Linked DNA regions of Lactuca sativa: region 1 is linked to region 2. A link is a contact called in public Hi-C data. All regions are on one chromosome and are shown on one strand. The core of a region is the stretch at or near the end of the contact, and the rest is flanking DNA. Distances in the headings are between cores, read along the strand shown.

Evidence for each region. Hi-C and Micro-C count contacts between places; a contact is called where the count stands out from the background.
Region 1: a contact with region 2 is called in a Hi-C map of leaf, with 5 times the contacts expected there. The contact joins the promoter of LOC111903108 here to the promoter of LOC111903110 in region 2. A contact is called at or near these places in 2 of 4 Hi-C or Micro-C datasets (both in leaf).

The regions. Positions count from the first base shown.
Region 1 is chr3:133,781,462-133,784,435 of Lsat_Salinas_v11, reverse strand. LOC111903108 (peptidyl-prolyl cis-trans isomerase CYP65) reads left to right here and starts at 1,417. Exons shown (of 11, transcript XM_052769396.1): 1 at 1,417-1,792; 2 at 1,912-1,974; 3 at 2,431-2,534; 4 at 2,628-2,719; 5 at 2,814-2,903. The coding sequence starts at 1,665.
Region 2 is chr3:133,466,744-133,469,867 of Lsat_Salinas_v11, reverse strand. LOC111903110 (protein SHORT-ROOT) reads right to left here and starts at 1,352. Exons shown (of 1, transcript XM_023898897.3): 1 at 1-1,352. The coding sequence starts at 1,256.

The sequences.
Region 1 (2,974 bases), core at 168-2,667, 310 kb before region 2:
CCAAAAGTCCACATGTACTCAAATGGCTAATTAGTGAAGACTAACTATTGTCGCGACCTAAAGTCTTGTGTGTCTTGTGTTGCTTTCCACTTATCACCTTGTCCAAACCTATTCAAACAGTTACTAAGATCCTTAGAACTTGTACAAACTTATCATCACTTCTACCACAATGGTCATTTATTTAACCATTAATCGAGCCCGGTAACCATTTGTTGCCAAACTCACCAAGTCCCATACTACAACAACTACGTTGTTTAACCCCGTACACCGTCAGTCTGATTACTCACTTTAAATCGCTATGTAGATTATGGTTTATAATCCTCATTAACCAACTAAGAATTCCACCAGGAATTCATTCCTCCAACGTATCCTTCACGTTCATAATAACACCATATTACAGACTCTACAAACCAACTTGGGTTCTAACAACCTTATCATAACGACGTTACATAATTATATCTACATAATAACGAGACAAGAGGATAACTTATCTCGCTCCGTAATCGATACATTGTATACCGGCATCAATATGTACTCCCATAAATTACATGTCGCCGCTTAAATGCTTGGAGTTCTTGTCAGAAAAAGGTGCAACAAAAGAACACATCAAGCTATTTATACTAAGGCTAAATCATGTGCCGACACGTCGCATCGGGAAGGTGGACGCGTCGCATCCACGTGTCTAGCCTAAAGACCGCTTCGTGTCTCGCCACATGTCAAGCTGCTTGCTACACGTGTCCTACCACCCAGACTAGAAGACACACCACACCATTAGGTACACACATCATGCCTTCGTGTTTGACTTTCTCAAAATGGCATTGTAATTTATAGTTCTCCATTATTGCATTCATACACACTATTTTGCTTAATTTTTCAATTAGAAAGTAATGATTTTCAGGTCGTTACATGGGGCAAGCTCCATTTTAGTAATTATTATCATTAAAAAAGAATTAAACAAAACCATTTCAATTAATATTAAAAAAATTAAAACAAAATACAAAAAAAGTTGAACAAAACTAGAAAAGGTATAATAATCATTTTTTATTCACCCCTAAACTATATGAATGATTTATAACTTACTATTTGTTTTCTACTTATAAATAACAAATACAATATGTTCTAATAATTTGTTTCATTCATTCATTCGATCCAACCAACCATCACAATTACAACAAAGCATAATGATCAAATCTTTTATCTAGCTTAGATCATTATGATCTATTAGATCATTATGTATTCCTTTATTTCTCTTATGACATTCCATTCCATGATTCCAAATAAACCATATTATCTCAAATTTCCTGTGTAATAAAATTTTAATTAATCAAATCTTTTACTTTTCACAATTAGTGGGCCTTAATGTATGGGTTAATACTTAATATCAGAAGCCGCCCATAACAAACAATATTTTTGCAAATTCTTAAAATTAGCTCTTTCTGTGGTTCAGACTTCAGACCACCACCGCAGAATTAAGCCGGCTCGGCGGGATTATTAGCGACCACCGTATCAGATCCAGGAGCTCCGATTTCCGATATCGTTTCTCCATTGGTGGGGATAAGAAAGAAAGAGAATAGAGGGATCTATTTGCACAAATACACTTATTATTCTCGGCGAACTCTCCTGTAAACCCTAATTTGCTCCAAGTTCAGAAATTTCGAAGAAAGATGGGGAAGAAACAACACAGCAAAGACCGGATGTACCTTACGAAGACGGAGTGGGCCACCGAGTGGGGCGGTGCTAAGTCCAAAGAGCTCCGCACACCTTTTAAACGTCTTCCCTTCTATTGCTGCGCGTACTCACTTTCTTCATCTTTGTCTTTTAATTCAAAGTTCTGAAAATTCTATCTGTGTGTATGCTTCCTCTACATATGCGAGTTGAAGATTGACTACATCACTTTCATGAAATTTGCAGCCTCACATTTACTCCATTCGAGGACGCAGTGTGCACTGAGGATGGCAGCGTTTTCGATATCATGTGAGTGTTTATTATTATTATTATTTCAGTGGTTTAGTAATTGTCTTCGAGGATTTGGGATTCATTTTATTGTTGAAGTGTATAGGAGAATCCCACCATGTATGAATAGTTGGAGGAGCTTCAAAGAGCCATAACTCCAAATGGAACCACATAGGAATATAGGATCACGTCAACTCAAATAGAAGTATAGAGCTTTCTTTAACTTGAAATCATTTGTAGATACAGTTGAAGCTTCATTTCAGTTAGCATATATTCTTTTTTCACCTTCTGTTGGGGCTTTCCCTAAGCCACTGACTTAAGTTACACTGAATGAATAACATTCTGGGAATTGAGATTGCTATAAATGTACAGCCTAACATAGTTTTTAAGTCTACATTCTCTATTTGTATCTTGTTTGTTCTCTATTTTTCACAAATCTCTAGTTTTTAAACTCAATTATGAAATTTGGTGATGTAGGCACATAGTCCCCTACATAAGGAAATATGGAAAGCATCCTGTTTCTGGAATTCCTCTCAAACAAGAAGATCTCATCCCACTAACATTTCATAAAAACTCTGAAGGTATCATTCCATTATACTATACATGTTTTTTCTTTCTAATAACATTCTTGATATTCCTCATCTTCTTAAAAAACCCATTTTTCTATATTCTAGGAGAGTATCATTGCCCTGTATTAAACAAGGTTTTCACAGAGTTCACACACATTGTTGCCATAAAGACAACCGGAAATGTCTTCTCCTACGAGGTTTATTTATTTATCTTTTCTTCCTATTCTAATCATTAATAATATATATTTCTTTATAAATTAAAAACACCCCTTTCCATATATTTCTCAACAGGCAATCAAAGAATTAAACCTCAAAACCAAAAACTGGAAAGAGCTTCTAACCGATGAACCCTTCACAAGGCAAGACATCATCACAATTCAGGTAATATGACTTTCAATTAAATTACCGAATTTCATACATAAAGGGCAAATTCGTAATTTCATACATGTATT
Region 2 (3,124 bases), core at 103-2,602:
CCTCTAAATGTTGATATCAAGTAATCTCGACGATGATTGTTGACAGAACGTAACGTGCCGTTTAAGTTAATCGCAAGAGCTTCATCGTCTTGTATTCCCAGTTGACTCAAATTCAGTTCGGATAAGTCTCCAGTATGGTGTATTACGTGGAATTTGAAAGGGACACCCATTAATCTAGCGAATTTTTCCATCCGATTTCCGATCTCTCTCATAACCTTTTGTACTCCGGTGCCGGAATCCGCAGCGCCACCACCGGATTTGGTTGCGATTACCGTCGTAAGACGGAGATGTGGTGTTTCATCGGTGCGAGTTGCAATAGCTTCAAGCAAAGTCGGCCATTGGGTACAGTAGGTGTTGCTTACATCAATTATATGCAGTTTGCTCTCGCCGTCGAACGCCTCCATGATCGCTCCATTACAAGCTACATGTCCAAACGTCGTCCAAGGGCTGACTTCTTGAAATTTCAGCACCAGTTTTCTTGTTGACTCAAACGAACACATTTTATCCGACGCCGACGTCAAAGTCCGGTAAGATCGGTCGCCGGAATCCGTCATACGGCTGAAAAGCGCTTGAAGGAAATAAGACGACAGCTTTTGATCAGTGTCTCCATATGGAGAACTAAGCTCGTTAAGCATCCACATCAGTTGCTGTAATCGACCGCTGTTTTTATCCGCCACCGCACGGGCGGCGTCTAGTAGAACATCGGCGGACCAGGTGTTGCCGGAGAAGGAATTAGAGAACTCAGCGGTGACATCACGCGCTGGAGAGTACGAGTAGTTAATGTTGGGATCAGACGACTGTTGATGTTCGGAAGAAGAGAAGCCATAGTAGGACAACGACGGCGGAGGAGGGGTGTTGGTGTTGGTGGTGCTGGTTGTGGGCGTCGGCGTACCGGAAGACTGGTGGTGGAAGGTTTGTGGTTGTTGAGAAGAGTAGTACTGATTTTGGTGGGGGTGCCTTGAGGAAGAAGATGAGAAATCTTCTTCATCCATGAAAAAGTTGAAGCATTCTTCTTGATCTTCTCCTTGTTGGTAATTAAAGTGATATGGAGGTTGGGTGGAAGATCTTGAACTGCTTGAAGTTCTACTGGTGGAGTTGATAGAATGATGTTGTTGTTGGTGTTGGTGGAGATGATGATGATGATGATGATGGGAGGGTTGTTTTTGGAGGCTTACAAGCCTAAAGAGAGTGTCATAATAACTAGACATAACACAAATTAACACAACAGGAAGATGATCAAGATCTATAAATGGCATGCATGTGTGTGTTGTATGTGTGTGTGAGTGTGCGTTTGTGGGGTGTGTGGGGATGTTTTGAAGGAAATTGGATACGGAGAGAGAGAGAGAGAGAGAGAGAGAGAGAGAGAGAGAGAGGAGAGAGAGAGAGAGAGAGGAGAAGTGAGAGAGAGAGAGAGAGAGAGAGAGAGAGAGAGAGAGGAGATGAGAGAGAGAGTGAGGAGAGAAGAGAGAGAGAGAGAGAGAGAGAGAGAGAAGAGAGAGAGAGAGAGAGAGAGAGAGAGAGAGAGAGAGAGAGAGGAGGAGGAGGAGGAAGAATGTGAAGTTGGATTTAAGCTTATGGTTTTATTAGTTTTCATGCAAGATTGCTATTAATTTGGTCAAATGTCTTTGAAGCCATTTTTGTGCTTTTGGGGTAATCAATGAAAATTCAAATGGGCTTTTTTTAGAAAAGAAATATGTTTTATTGATTAAATTATAAAGTTAGTCTCTTTGTTGGTCCTTTTTCTTTTGATTTTGGTTCAAGTTCCCGTCTTTCTATCCATAGTATTGAACAAGAGCATTAGAAGTAGAGGGATCGATTGTCGAAGAGCAACGAGTTCGAAGAAACGGTTATATAGTATGATAAAAAATTTACTTGGTGTTTTGTTTGCAAAAATATTTACAAAGGAATTGAAATCTATCAAATAATATGAGTGTGTTATGAATTGTAATGTAATTGCATATTATGATTGGAATACGATTTCATATTCGGTTTGGTCAACATTAAATATAACTGAAATAATATAAAATGACATAATTGATCCATTTTGTTTTTTTTTTTTGATTGATTTTATTTTGTTTTCTAATTTTATATGGAAAGATATGTCAAATAAATTATAAAAATAGTAAATTGTTCTGGTGGGTGGTGTTCGCAGTTATAGTGATGGTGGTGGTGGTGGCAGTGACAAAGATGGTGATCGTGGTGGTGAAGGTGACGGTATAGCGGTGGTTGGTGGTGGTGGAGATAGTGATGGTGGTTATGATAACGGTCAGTAACGGTGGTGATAATGGAGGTGGTAGTGACAGTGCTATTGATGATATGTGATAGTGGTAGAATAAAAATGGTATTATAGTAATCTTGAACTCTCCTTTATGAAAAAAAAAATCGATAATATTTTCTTTTATGGAACAAATTTTTCCTCGTTTGATGGAAATATCATCTAATTAAGGAATTTAATTCTTTAGCAAATATGAACGACAACTTAGGAATCCGGTGAAATTGGATTCCAACTCCCTTTAATTCCTAACGATTCCAATGAACATATAGTTTTTGCGCAATGTTTTAAAAATCGGTTTTAAGCGAACCGGGTATGTTGATCGGTTTTCCCAATTTGACCGTCGGGTCAACCGGTTTCTATAATTTTTATTTGTTTTTCTTATTCTCCTACACATACATGCATACATACATAAATCATAAATTTGATGTCTATAAGTTCAAATATTAAAAATACATATAAAAATAAGTTATAGATCAATCCAAATACATTTAAATAACACATAATCATAAGTTTTACATCAATCCACATACATAAAAAAAAGTATAATACTGAAACAAAATATAGTTGTAGATAAATATACACGCATAAAAAAATAACTTCATAACATTTACCATATGTTTTTTATTTAGAGAAATTTAAATAAATGTGAAAAAAAAAATCACAAAAGTTTATTATGAAAAATGGTTCTATTGAATGTGTTTTTATTCAATTTAACCGGTACAACTAGGTTTTTCTAAAAACCAACATTTCGATCCGGTTCAGAAATAGACAAAATCTGGTGATTGTTGAATTGCTCCCTTCACTGGTTTCGGTCCAACCGGTTCGACCGGCCGGTTCAAACCAGTTTTT